Linked DNA regions of Arachis hypogaea: region 2 is linked to region 1. A link is a contact called in public Hi-C data. All regions are on one chromosome and are shown on one strand. The core of a region is the stretch at or near the end of the contact, and the rest is flanking DNA. Distances in the headings are between cores, read along the strand shown. Region 1 has its middle 6.1 kb from the start of LOC112759069. Region 2 holds the start of LOC112759075 (WRKY transcription factor 44).

Region 1 (7,547 bases), core at 3,557-6,056:
AGCTGTCCCTAACCATGTGCTTGTGGCGTGAAGGTGTCAAGTGAAAACTTGAGATTGAGCGGTTAAAGTCGAGGTCCAAAGCAAAAACAGAGTGTGCTTAAGAACCCTGGACACCTCTAATTGGGGACTTTAGCAAAGCTGAGTCATAATCTGAAAAGGTTCACCCAGTTATGTGTCTGTGGCATGTATGTATCCGGTGGTAATACTGGAAAACAGAGTGCTTAGGGCCACGACCAAGACTCATAAAGTAGCTGTGTTCAAGAATCAACATACTGAACTAGGAGAATCAATAACACTATCTGAATTCTGAGTTCCTATAGATACCAATCATTCTGAACTTCAAAGGATAAAGTGAGATGCCAAAACTGTTCAGAAGCAAAAAGCTAATAGCCCCGCTCATCTAATTAAGACTGATCTTCATAGATGTTTTTGGAATTCATTGTATATTCTCTTCTTTTTATCCTACTTTATTTCTAGTTTCTTGGGGACAAGCAACAATTTAAGTTTGGTGTTGTGATGAGCGGATAATTTATACGCTTTTTGGCATTGTTTTTAGGTAGTTTTTAATATGTTTTAGTCACTTTTTATTATTTTTTTTAGTTTTTAAATAAAAATCACATTTCTGGACTTTACTATGAGTTTGTATGTTTTTCTATGATTTCAGGTAATTTCTGGCTGAAATTGAGGGAGCTGAGCAAAAATCTGATTCAGGCTGCAAAAGGACTGCTGATGCTGTTGGATTCTGACCTCCCTGCACTCGGAATGGATTTTCTGGAGCTACAAGAGTCCAATTGGCACGCTCTTAATTGCGTTGGAAAGTAGACATCCAAGGCTTTCCAGCAATATATAATAGTCTATACTTTGCTCAAGGATAGATGATGTAAACTGGCGTTCAACGCCAGTTCCATGTTGCAGTCTGGCGATAAACGCCAGAAACAGGTTACAAGTTGGAGTTGAACGCCCAAAACAGGTTACAACCTGGCGTTTAACTCCAGAAACAGCCCAGGCATGTGTAAAGCTTAAGTCTCAGCCCAGCACACACTAAGTGGGTCCCAGAAGTGGATTTCTGCACCATCTATCTTAGTTTATTCATTTTCTGTAAACCTAGGTTACTAGTTTAGTATTTAAACAACTTTTAGAGATTTATTTTGTACCTCATGACATTTTTAGATCTGAACTTTGTACTCTTTGACGGCATGAGTCTCTGAACTCCATTGTTGGGGGTGAGGGGCTCTGCTGTATTTTGATGAATTAATGCAACTATTTTTGTTTTCTATTCAAACACGCTTGTTTCTATCTAAGATGTTTATTTGCACTTCAATATGATGGATGTGATGATCCGTGACACTCATCGTCATCCTCAACCTATGAACTCGTGCCTGACAACTACCTCCGTTCTACCTTCGATTGAATGAATATCTCTTGGATTCCTTAATCAGAATCTTCGTGGAATAAGCTAGAATTCATTGGCAGTATTCATGAGAATCCAGAAAGTCTAAACCTTGTCTGTGGTATTCCGAGTAGAATTCAGGGATTGAATGACTGTGACGAGCTTCAAACTCACAAGGGCTGGGCGTAGTGACAGACGCAAAAGGGTCAATAGATCCTATTCCAGCATGAGTGGGAACCGACAGATGATTAGCCGTGCGGTGACAGCGCACCTGGACCTTTTTCACTGAGAGGACGGATGGTAGCCATTGACAACAGTGATCCACCAACACACAGCTTGCCATAGGAGGAACCTTGCGTGCGTGAAGAAGAAGACAGAAAGAAAGTAGAGATTCAGAAGACAAAGCATTTCCAAAACTCCAACATATTCTCCATTACTGCAGAACAAGTATCTAATCCATGCTCTTTTACTTTTCGCAATTCAAACTGATAAATATAATTAACCTCCTGACTAAGATTTACAAGATAACCATAGATTGCTTCAAACCAACAATCTCTGTGGGATTCGACCCTTACTCATGTAAGGTATTACTTGGACGACCCAGTGCACTTGCTGGTTAGTGGTACGAGTTGTGAAAAGTGTGATTCACAATTCGTGCACCAGCATCCTAGTAACTGGCACATCTGACCAACCCACTCCTGACTACAATTTACCGGTATCAAACTAGACTTGTCGAAGTTCATGCTCAGCCCAGACATGACTTCAAAACACCTCAAGAGTCTCTTGTAATTTCTCACTGTCTCCTCCTCCGGTGGGCAGAACAATATAGTGTCATCAGCGAACTGGAGATGTGATAACTCTATATTATCCCTGCCAACTAAGAGCGGTAGTATTCTCCTATTTCTTACCGCCTCCCCGATCATCCTGTTCAGCACATCTACAACCAGAATGAATAGATACGGTGATAACGGATCGCCTTGCCGGAACCCCCTTTCTATCTTGAACGGTTTAGACGGTGTCCCATTCACCATTCAACGAAATTCCATTTGACTCTATCATAAGCTTTGTGGAAGTCCAATTTGATGATTGCTGATGCCTTCTTCTTCAATTTTAGCCACTGTATAGTTTCACATGCTATTAACGCTCCATCATGTATCCTCCTGCCCTTAACAAATGCACTCTGCGATTCCCTAACTAACCCTGGCATGACGCTTCTCATTCTTCTTGTCAACACTTTTGATATAACTTTATACACGCATCCCACCATACTGATTGGTCTAAGGTCCTTTATCTCCTTCGCACCCACAAACTTTGGAGCCAGCGCTGCCCAAGTAACATTGGAGTCTGCTGGTAACTTTCCTGTCACAAAAAAGCTCAACACCGCTTTTGTAAAATCCGCTCCAATCTCCTCCCAGCATCTTTTTATAAAATTCATATTATAGCCATCGTTGCCTGGAGCCTTCGACGATTCGCAGTCCCATACTGCCTCCTTTACTTCCTCCACCGTCGGTAGTACCTCAAGTGCTTGAGCTTCCTCTTCTTCTAGGCGATTAACTAATCCATCTCTGAAGCTAATATTTGGCGACTCGTCCTGGTGGTATAAACTCCTGTAGAAATCTCTAGTGGCAACCTTAATTCTTGCATGATTCCTCACCAGCCTACCGTTAATTACTAAAGACTCAATCCGGTTATTCCTTCTTCTTGCTGATGCAATATTGTGGAAGTACTTGGTATTCCTGTCCATCTCCTTGGCATGTCAAGATCTAGACATTTGCTTCCAGTGTATATCTTGCCTCTCATACCATACCTCACAGCACCTTACCAACGCCTTTCTTCTTGCTTCTACTGTACCATCATAAACTCCGTTGCTCACCAGATCATCTACTTTCTTAATATCCTCTTCAAACTTTTGTATCTTCTCCTGTATATTCCCAAAGTGCTGCTTATGCCATCTACCCAGTGGTTTTGTCAGCGCCTTTAGTTTATCCAGAAACTACACGTCGCCCAAACCCCTCCATTCTTCCTTTATCATCCTTAGGAAGCCTTCATGCGTGAACCACACGTCTAAACTACGGAACAGTCTTGATCCTTGAGCTATTCTTCTATCTTCCACAATCAAAGGACAATGATCTGATAGACCTCTCGGTCCCCCTCTTAACCGAGTATCCGGGTACGCATCCAGCCACTCCAAGTTAACCAGGCACCTATCGATACGACTGCAGGACTGACCTCTAAACCATGTGTACTTCCGATCATTAATTGGCAAGTCCACCAACTCCATGTCATTTATCCATGCTTTAAAATCCTCAGCAGAAGCTGATAAGTTGGTCGCCCCCTTTCTCTCCTCTACATGCACAATTTCATTAAAGTCTCCTATATAAAAAAATGGGGTCTGACACAATCCTGTAATATAGCTTAATTCCTCCCACATTAAGAGTTTTTCCTCTCTCACATGCGGACTATACACCAGACAAATTGCGCAGTGAAAATTATTTTTAGCCATCACTCCTTCTACACATAACCATCCATCTCCTTTATAACAGTTTATCAATTTGAATACAGAGTCGTCCCAAATTAATAGTAAGCCTCCGGAAGCTCCAACAGAATTTACATACTCCCAGCTAGCTCTATCATTACCCCAAATTCTAGCTACATCATATTTGTTCAGCACTTTTTTTTTTGTTTCTATCAGCCCCAGCGTATCTACTTTAAACTTATTTTTAAAATTTTTTATCATGTTCAATTTTGCAACACCTCCCAACCCCCTAACATTCCAACAGCTTAAAATTATTTACAAATATTATTACACACCTGCTTTTGGCATTTTGGACGACTTCTTCTGAATTTCTCCTTTCGCTTCGACTGTCTTCTTTTCATAGATATAGCTTCATTTTGTTCCTGAAGAATTGCCATGATGTCCTCCTCATCACTGTATGATATTGCTTCTGATTCAACCGCCGATTTCCAGGCTTCTTTATTCTCTGCCATTTCCTCTTCCCAACCCCGCCTCCAATGTCTCGCCTTTGTTGGATTTCCAGTGTTTTGCATCACCAGTAACCTGCCCTCTTCCTTCCACCTCATCCGGTTTCATTTTGCTCCTCTTGCGATTAGAACCTTCGATTTGGTTTCCAATTGTGGCGTCTCCCATACACTGTTCGTGCTCCTCTCGCCCTCGCCTTGGTTCGCTGGCTACAGTTCGCATCTCCTCCGCGACAACATCTGCATGCCAATCGTCGGTTTCTTGTTCCCCTACTTGTCCTTGCGCCGCAAAGCACTCCTCTTGGGAGGACACCCGCCCGCCTAGGCTCGTGTCATCCTCACTTCGCTGATTCCTTACAGGAGCATTGGGGGGCGTTGTATCCAGCACGCATACAGCCAATCGGGTTGCGTTCTCTTCAACCGGGTCATCCATCACCGAATCGGATAGCCCAAGGCCACTTTCATCCAGCTGGGCCTCGTGCTTCTTATTTTTTCCAAGCCCCCATTCCTCCATCTGGGTCCTATTCTTTGTAACCCAGCCTTATGTTTCACTTCCTTGGGCCTATTTTCCATCAGCCCGTTATTAAACCTCTCATTAATCTTTGCATGCTCCCTCTCCTGCCCAAAAAAAGAATATTCCCTTTGGATCTCCTTATAAGTGCATGATACAGTATAGTCTGAGTCTTCTTCCAAATTAGCTACAAGCGTCGCCGCAGAATCCTCCCTCCCCTTAATTAGTGCATAATCGATTTTCTCGTAACGGCCTTTTGAATTTTCAAAATTTCATTCATTTAATTCAGAAGATAAAATTCTGATTTTGTTCTCATCTTATTCTAAAAGTTTCACCGCCAATATTTTAAACATATACAATTCTTAAAACATTATGTTCCTTCAACTAAATAATACTAAACAATTAATAACCGTTTATTAATATTATTATTAATATTAATATAATATTAATTAATCAAATTTGTAAATAGTTTCCGATTATGCATGTTCAATGTTGGCATAAGGATGTCACTTTCGAACTTTATCATATTTTAGCTATTTCTCGATAATAGTTGCGGTTTTTTTTACTCGTATTTTTTTATTACAATGTAAAATTCAAATGTTTTTTTTGGCCTATTGCATATTGTGTTAAAAAATTAAAAGCTTTTAACACGCGAGACGAATAATTACTTAGACAATTAAATTAATTTTATATATTAATGGGATCAGTTATTTTAACATTATAAAAAGTCTCTAACTTATTACTCATTATAGATTTAAAATTAAGTTTAAAGTTTCATACTAGAACAGCTTTCGTACTCTTTCATGGAGAATAAAAAGACTATATAACTCTAACAAGTATAAAAACTTTAAAATAACAACAAATTTGACCAATCATCACAATTGCAAAATTTTTGCAATAACTCACTTATCTTTACATGTTTTTTTATCAATTTTAAAAAATATAACATTTTAAACTATATTATTATTATTATGTAATGTAACGACCAAACTTTTAATACATCATGACTAATGTTAATTGCCAGGAACTACTTTACAACTTTTCTTAGAGACTCTAGACCTTATATCAAATATATACATATGAACCCGTAGTGCTAGTCAAAATCACGTGTCAGATATATAAATATAACAAAATAAATAATAGTTAAACAGATAATATCTACATGAACTATAGAAAATACAGAAAACATAATAATATCATACATATATGTCAGAATGCTCATTTAGTACATCATAGTTTACACCGGGTTACGTCGTTACTTATTCATGAAAATATTTACAAACTCCATATTTATACTAACAGGCCTCGACTCACAAGAGTTATCCTAGTTTGGGACCCATTTTAACTTGTTTATATAGATATTTACAAAAATACTTAACCCTCTAAAAGTCTACATAGAATGAGGACAAAGACTACTACTACTGCTACTATTACTGCTGCTGCTCATGGATATCTTGGTAGCTAAGAAAATGTTGTGCTGAAGCAAGGAGAAAGTCATCAGAACACCTGTGATGATGTTGTTCACCTATCCAAATGCAGAAAAATGAAAGAAGATCACGCTGGTTCCCATCTGTGAAACGAGGGAAAGTAAGGGGGTGAGAACCTAAGGTTCTCAACAGGGTACTACATGAAAAACCTAAAGGGTTCCGCAACCTAAGTCTAAGAGTTTGCGCAATTATGTCAGTAAGTCACGCAAACAAGTACAAGTACAAGTATATAGCAGAAAAGTAAACAAGTATAGAATACAGGAAGCAGAGATAAATCAAAATCACAGAGAAATGCAACAACCAAGTATGATGCATGTTTGGTCCTATGCAGACCATGAGCTCATGTGTCGATTGACTATCCACAACCCGACATTACCCGGGACTAAGCCCGAATATAGTTTTTTCAACTGCGTACGTTCTGTATACGTGCCTAATGGATAAAGCCACATGCATTCTGACAACTGGAAATTGTCGCAGAGCTTGACGCCATAGTATGCTAACAGTTGGAGAAACAATTTTCAATATCAAGTGGGCATCCCCACATCTTAACATGGTTCTGGTTCCGTCGGAACAGAAACTCCTCCTCCCCAAATAATCTCTTAGGACGATTTTGATTCCGTCGGAGTAGACGCGCTTCTTCCCCAAATAATCTCTTAGCACCTTGGGGTTTATAGTTTTCTTTTTCCACGACACTTTTCAAATAAACTTTTTCTCTAAGGGACTTCTTTACCTTTTTTTTATAAAAACTCGTACCCGGTTTCTACTCTTTAAATCTCTCAACCTTTGTCACATATTCTAATTTGCCCTTGGTACTTTTATATATTTTCAATTTTACTTTTTTTTACTTAATTAAGTTCTCTTTTTACTGTTTTCTTTAGATTTTTAGTGGCGCTTTTATCACTAATGTTATTATATTATCATTTTACCCTCGTATCCTTCCTAACATACTTCTTTGATCCTTAAGTTAATTAACCATTTTTACATTTACTTTATGCCTAAAATTACCATTTTTACACCTAAGTACTCTAGTTTTACCGTTTAACTTTGTTTAATGTTTAGCATCAAAATTTTACCGGATTAATCCTGATAGTTTTCTATAACCAAATTACTCCTAATATTTTAATTAAATACCAATTTTTACCACTAGATACCTAAAAACTAATTTATCCTTTATTAATTT
Region 2 (7,547 bases), core at 3,235-5,734, 270 kb after region 1:
ATCTTGATAATATATACAATGGGTTTTAGATTTGGCCCAATACAAGAGAAAAAAATCCCAAACAGTTATTTCAAAATATTAACCATCTCAACCCTAATTTACTAAAGGAATTTATCCAAACATCCTCTTCATTGCCCCCAACCGTCTGCTACCCTACTCTCATCAATCATCTCACTTCTCCAGCGTTAAAAGCTACTTCACCGGCCATCAAACAACTATCCACGTAGTTATTAAAATAATCATCTAACTACCTAGTAAAATGACCATCCAACATTTGTTAATTATATACTTAAACCAAATTGAATAAAATAATCTTCCAATTAAGAATTAAAATAACTATCTACATACACAGTAAATTGATCATCCAACATATTTGACATTTTTTGGAATTAAATTTTTAAAATTATTGTTAGGGTGGTAGAAACTTGAGAAGAATTAAAGTGAAGTCAAAGCATGAAAGAACCAAGGAAAGGCAGTAGAAAAGGAAAAAAATAGCGAATAGTTTTTTTCTTTTTGAAATTGGATTAAAATTTTGAAGATGAGTTAGTTAATTGACCATGAATGATGAAGTTTTAAGCTTACTCTTGGTATAGATTTTAATACTTGACACTCTGCACACATACTACCAATGGCGATTTAGATTTTACGCTGGCTTTCCTTATTTGGAAATCATGGGTGCGGCTTCGGATGGATCTGAGAGACGGGGCCGCATGGCCGCATGTTGAATCATAGTAAACTCCCCGACTGATGAAAACGCTGTCACGGTGAATCTTCCAGCTGCAGGAGGGGGCCACACATCCGCACATTAGGAGGCTGCGTGAATGACGCACAGTGTGCGATTCATACGTTTGCGGGGCGCAATGCGACGTCGGTTGGTCCTCTAGGCGGCGGCGATTGATGTTGATGGCGGAGTTTTCACCGGTGAGAAGGGAAGAGACTGAAGGAGAAGAAGGTACCTGAAGAAGTCACGTTACATGCGAAAAAGGAAGTTTACAGTATATATAACTGCCGCTGTTGTAAATTTTTATTTTTTTAATTTAAAATTAGAAATAATTAAAAATTAATTAACTTAATTATCATTTGAATTAATTTTTTTTATCTTTATTCTACATATTGTACACTAATATTATTGTCTCTCTATACTTTCTTATTAGGTATATGTAATGTTAAGTAACTCATCTTTTCAGTCAACATTAATTATTTTTTTTAAAATAATTTTATTCACCTTAAATCCTGGATCATAACTTATAAACATAAATATTAAAGTTGGCTAATGTTGACAAACTAAAATTTAATTTCCTCTAATTTCTCATTAGATCTTTTTTAAAAGGTTTATAAAATTACCAAGTTAATAATAAATAAAAATTTTTAAAAATATATATTGAATTTTTATTAATAAAACATTAAAAAATTAAATTAAATTATTTTGTTAGTTCTTATATTTTTACTAAATTTGTAATTAAGTCTCTATATTTTTTTTTTCAATTGAGTCCTTACATTATTTTTAATTTATTAATTAAATTTTTTCGTATAAAAAATATTAAAATTAACAGAATATTTCTTTTCAAAAATATATTGTCAAATATTTAATTAAGTTTTTAATTGAGTATTTTTAATTTGTAAAAAAAAAATATTACCTTAATTCTAATATTTTTTATACTAGTAAATACCTAATTATAAAATTAAAAATAGTATAAAATAACAAGTTAACAATAACAAAATCTTGTCCCACTAGGTGAGATCGCCTATATGGATATCAAACGATGTCATTGGCCTCTATCATATACCATGTCTATAGAGAGACTGTTTATATATAGATCTCGTTTGATCACTTCATGGATGATTTTTCTAAGTCTTCTTCTATCTTTCACCTCTTGTCTATCTTCTATTTCATCTATCTTTCTAACTGAATATTCTGTCGGTCTTCTTCTTACATATCCAAATTATCTAAGACGCGATTTTATCATTTTTTTTATAATAGTATAAAAATAGTATACATATTTAATTAAAAAATATAAAATTTAATTATAAATCTAATAAAATTATAAAAATTAATAAAATAATTAAAGTAAAAAAAATGATAGTAGAAGAATTCATGTGAGTCCATATGTAGAGGAGTCAAAGTAAGACAGGAGTTGGTATGGGAATTGATGGGAAGAGAGAAGGGCGGGGTTGTCCCACTAGAAAGGCGATAGTCATCGTGACCACATTATTAAGAAAACAAACGAAGCATAGCGAATGGTCAAACAAGAAACAACTACGCTCACCACTCAGACAGTTAGTTGGCCGTACAACACTTCTTGGGATTGCTTCTCACTCCTCAATCCTCACTCTCCCTCCATATTTCCATATTCCCATCCGCCACTTCCAATCTCATAGCCTCTTCTTACCTTTCCTATTTCCCAATACCCCCTTCCCTCCCTCTACCGCTGACACTTGGACAAGCTAGTTCATTCATCACTCAGTTTAAATTTGACTCGTTAATAATTTAATAAGTTAAACTTGTAAATTAGTGAGTTAAATTTGAACTTAAAATTAAAATTATAAATTAAATGAGTCAAATTTAAATTAAAATTATAAATTAAATGAGTCGAATTTGAGTTTAGATAAACTCAATTCATTAACTTATAAATTAACTCGATTAAATATATAAAATTATTAATACACATATTCTATATGCATTTAATCTATACTATTATATATATATTAATAATCTTAATTATTTAAATTTTTATATTTATTTTTTATATATAATTTTAATGTAGGTCATAAATAAAAAATTTATAATTTATTAATAGATAAACAATATATAAAATTGATCTTTTTAAATATTTTTTAAAATATATAAGTTATAATTTATTGATATAAAATTATAAATTATATTCTTATTATTTGAGCCAGTTCGTGAGCTCAAACCAGCTCGTGAGTTTTTGGTGAACCAAATTTAAGTTTAAGAAATAGGCTTGATTGTTAATGAATCGAACTATGAGCCAAACTCAATTTTTGTGAGCCCAGCTTAGCTTGGTTTAGCTCGACTCAACTCGACTCACTTCCAGCCCTACCTCCCTCCCTAAAATACCACTCTTATCTTCTTCTAGAATTTTAATATGATAAAAATAAATAAATAAATTATCATTTTGATTCTAAAAAAATTTTGAAATTATATATAAAAAATTGAAAAAATTATTTTTAAATTATTTTTCTAAAATTATTGTGTTTTTTATTCAACAAAAAGCCAAAAATCTAAACTTACAAAAAATTGTGTTAAGAGTTCTTTTTCATTTATATCTTTCTATAATTGGTGTATTTTTTCAAACTAAGGCGAGGATAAAAAAAATCTTTTTTTAAAGTGTTATTTTACCAAAAATTAAAACTTTTAGGTCAAAATAATAGTTTACTCAACAAGAAAAAAGTGAAAATTGAATCAATATTTAATTTAATTTTTTTATGGGATTTAATTTAAATTTTTAATATATATGTAAGTTTATAATTTGTTTTACTATTTTAATTAAAAGAAGATTAAAATTTTACTTTCTAACTCTTTTACTCACTTCGGAGAAACTTAATCCTTCATGACAAACTCATGCACTATAATAAACATTCTCTCACCTTCATCTAATTTTTTTAATACTTGTATAATTTAGAAGGTATATACACAAAATGAGTCCAAATATCTAGACGTTTTGTTTTCAATTTTGTGCCATTCACATGAAACAAATGTAAAAAAAAATCACTTAAACAAAATGACCAAATCTAAAAAGATGAAAGTACATAAATTTTTTTTAAGTAAACTTGAGAAAAAAATTGCATTGAAATTTGAATGCTAAAACTTGTATAGAGCATGATTCTTCATAATTTTTTTTTGAGATCCATTTTGTAAAATCTAAATTTTTTTTCGAGTATCAAAATGGTAGTTTTCTGATAAAGTGTATTTCACTATTATCATTAAAGATATTTTTTTAAAAAAAAAGTTAGAAGTAAAATTCGAACTCAAAATCTTTAGATAAAAATGAAAAAATTATATCATTTAAATTATAGTTTATTAGCCATCATTAAAGATATTTTAGTTATTAACTATTTATGAATTTCATTAACTAATTAAAAAATAATGTATTGACCATATATATATATATATATCAATTATGCTACATATATATATATTAAGATCGGTTGTTATCTTATATTAAAATATATATTTGACATTTTATAAAAAATATTTATTACACTGTCATAAATAAGTTTGATTATTCATCTATTCGAAATTTGATTATTCTATTGTATGACATGTTTTGATTATTCTAATAATTTTTTATTTATTTAAAAAATATATGAATTAATATGTAAAAGTATATATAAATATATGTAGTGATTTATTTATATAGCGTATATGATACATTTTTGTGTGTGTGTATATATATATTTCACAAACGACTAGTTTGATTTTATTAAAATGTTTAAAAGAGCAACACTGTCGTTTAGGTTCAGAACTTTATCTTTTAGGAACAAAACCCAGTGACATTCCTTCCTATCTCCCTCCCTCTTTCATTATTTAGCTTCTTTCTTTTTTCCCTCCTCATTCCATATCTATATGTATAAAGCACCACGCATATATATATATGTACATAAAAAATAAGGTCACTGTTTAATGTTATCGTTGATGAAACGCTCGAATCCGAAGTAAATTTCAATCTTTCCCTTCATGATGCGTTTTAGTTAGGAACTTATTATTAGGTTTATTATTCATTATATTTTTATTTCCCTTTTTATCTGACATTGAATTTCGTTGAAATGCAGGAAAGGGGTTAAACTCGGGGTTTGTATTGGGAAAAAGATTGAAGACACAGAATTATATGGTTCTCTTTAGCTTAAGAGTATATATATGTTGCTTCAATTGGTGGTCTTGGATATCTGGTTAGTTCTTAATTCTCTTTATTCTTCTTAATTTATTATCTTAATTACTATAATATGTGTTACTTATAACTTTCCTCAGAAGGCATAACCATAATAGTAAATTAAGAACTCAGATATTGGAGCTGCTTTTTCGTACAATATCGATCGTTTGCGTGCTTTTCTTTGTTAGGTTATTTTCTGGGTTTTTATGCTCATCACCTCAAATATATGGCTCATTACATTTGTATTGACAAATGATTTTTTATATATCCACTTTTGTTATATATATATATATATATATTCCGTTTATTAACGTTTAAATTTAAATATTTAAAGTTAGCCTGATTTTGGATGTGTTTTAAAAATATTTTGAATAAAATATCATACTATCATATGTGTTATAATTGATAAATAACAACAAAATTTTTATGACTATATCAACTACATCTTCTCTCTTAAACTCCAGATTTTTTTTTTACTTCTCTGTTCAAATTACTTACGTAGAAAGTACTTTATTTGCAACAACTTTATTAATAAAATTAAATAAGATCAACCTTATTCCAATTAAATTAGTAGAGTGCTTTTATGTTTAAATTAAAATATAATTAAAAATATTGAACATGATATTTCTCAACAAATTACATAAATATATGTGTGAAAAATAATGATACCTTTTACCAATGCAAAATGAGAGAGTGCTTCAGCTGGAAGGTGATGATAGTCTTCATCAATGAAGACAAGATGGAGAATTCAGCTGGCAGCGTCCTTTTTGGTTTGGGATTCACTAATGCCTGTGAATGTCCCATAGAATAAGGAATTTAAAAAACTGTATCTATTACGTGAAGTTACGAAAGTAAAGCAAATTCATAGTAACCACCAATGAAGTGGGTGGATTTTAAAATTTAAATTTAAATTAAAATCTAATTATAGATATGTATCTACAAAATAAAAACATGTTACACTAAAAAAATAATTAAATATTATTTAAATCTGATTAAAAGATGATTAAAGGCCGATTAATATTGTACAACTAGCATTTCCCTAATCTTAATTAGAGTGAGTCTCACATATTATTTAACAAGTGAAAGAATATGTGCTAACTAAGTATATTAAAAAAGGTTACGCAAACTAAATATTTAATTAGAGGATAATTATGATACCATATAAAAATGCGAAGAACCAATACTCTTTAGTCTTTATAACGTGTGTGGGTAAAGAAAAATCACGTATTTTATGAACTAAAATTAATTTTTTAAATTAGTTAAGTCTTAAAACTTATGTTACACTAAAACTAAAAGATTATGAATTTAATTTTTTGAGTTAACAATTATATATATATGAGGAAGGGCATTTTAAGGAAAAAAATTATACACAAACTCTGCCTCTTATCCTCATTATATATAGTAGAAATAAAGTAGATATTATTATAATCATAGTGAGGGCAGCATTGTTATATTAATGTTAGCAATTTCTTCGCAAGTATTTTCTGTTATAATAAAAGTTGGGACAACATTTCTTCTAATTTATAATAAGGGATGAAACATTTTTAAAATTAAGAGATTAGTAAAGTAAAAAACGAGTGTTTAATTATCTTTAAATTAAGAATAAATGAGTTTTTGATTGAATTAAACTCTTTTAAAATAAAAAAGTTAGTAAAGCAAAAAAATGAGTATTTAATAATCTTTGAATTAAGATAATGAAACTCACACATAAAAAAAATAAAAAATTCAAAGATAAAATTTTTCTAAAATAAAATAATAAAAGTACAATCACTTTTGAATTAAAGTAGTAGAATTTATGTATGACAAAAAATTATAAATATAATTATAATTAAGTTTTTATTTCATTATTTTATTAGCTTTTCACTTTAAATATTTTTTTTAAATTCAATATTAATTAAAATTTTATTTTACTAATCTCTTTACTTTAGCCTAATCTTTTTCTTTTGTGATTATTAGGAATGGATTTCAATGCTAGAGATTATACTGATTAAGTTTGTGAGTATTAGACAGTCACTTTTTTTTTGGTGTAGGAGTATGTGGGCCAATTTCATCAGTTTTTATTTAAAGTTTAGGTTACAATAATTAATCGAATATTAATTAAAAGCGGGCGACCAGCAAAATAGATGGATTGTTTTGTCGGTGCTGGTGCCTCTATTTTATTTCTGAATATCTGATATGTATAAAATTATCAGAATTTTCTTTTCATTCTTCAAACTTTTCAATGAAAGTGCCTGTACGGACATTTCTTATTGCTGCGAAAATGAATGGTGTTGTTGCGTGGTTAAGCCTAGTTAGGGTAGAATGAATGATTGATAGCTCTCTTGGGATTGCTTCATTAGTCGTCTCTCAAGTCTCAGAATCTATGAATTGAACAACTGATATGACATTTTATTCCTTAATTCTACTATAGAGTAGGATAGAGTATTATAGAGAAAATAGAGAATACAATAAATGTGTAGATATATACAACAAAAGATTTTTCTATTGAAGTATTTTATTAGAGAAATGATTGGATACTCTTAAAATAATAATGATTGAATGCATGTTAACTCTTGATAATAATTTTTTGTACAATATACATATCAGAATATAAAAATACACATAAAAAGTGATATAAAATAAGATATATATATTTATACACAATAAATGAATATT

The links. Hi-C and Micro-C count contacts between places; a contact is called where the count stands out from the background.
Region 2: a contact with region 1 is called in a Hi-C map of leaf, with 2.0 times the contacts expected there. The contact joins the promoter of LOC112759075 here to the enhancer-like site in region 1. A contact is called at or near these places in 2 of 8 Hi-C or Micro-C datasets (both in leaf).

What each region holds. Positions count from the first base shown.
Region 1 is chr16:37,140,720-37,148,266 of arahy.Tifrunner.gnm2.J5K5, forward strand. No RefSeq gene overlaps it. Among protein-coding and RNA genes, the nearest start is that of LOC112759069, 6.1 kb to the right of the region's middle. Within about 2 kb of position 4,807, at least 3 of the 3 cell types and tissues checked have open chromatin away from gene starts, as enhancers often do.
Region 2 is chr16:37,408,078-37,415,624 of arahy.Tifrunner.gnm2.J5K5, forward strand. LOC112759075 (WRKY transcription factor 44) reads left to right here and starts at 4,485. Exons shown (of 7, transcript XM_025807904.3): 1 at 4,485-4,677; 2 at 4,795-4,911.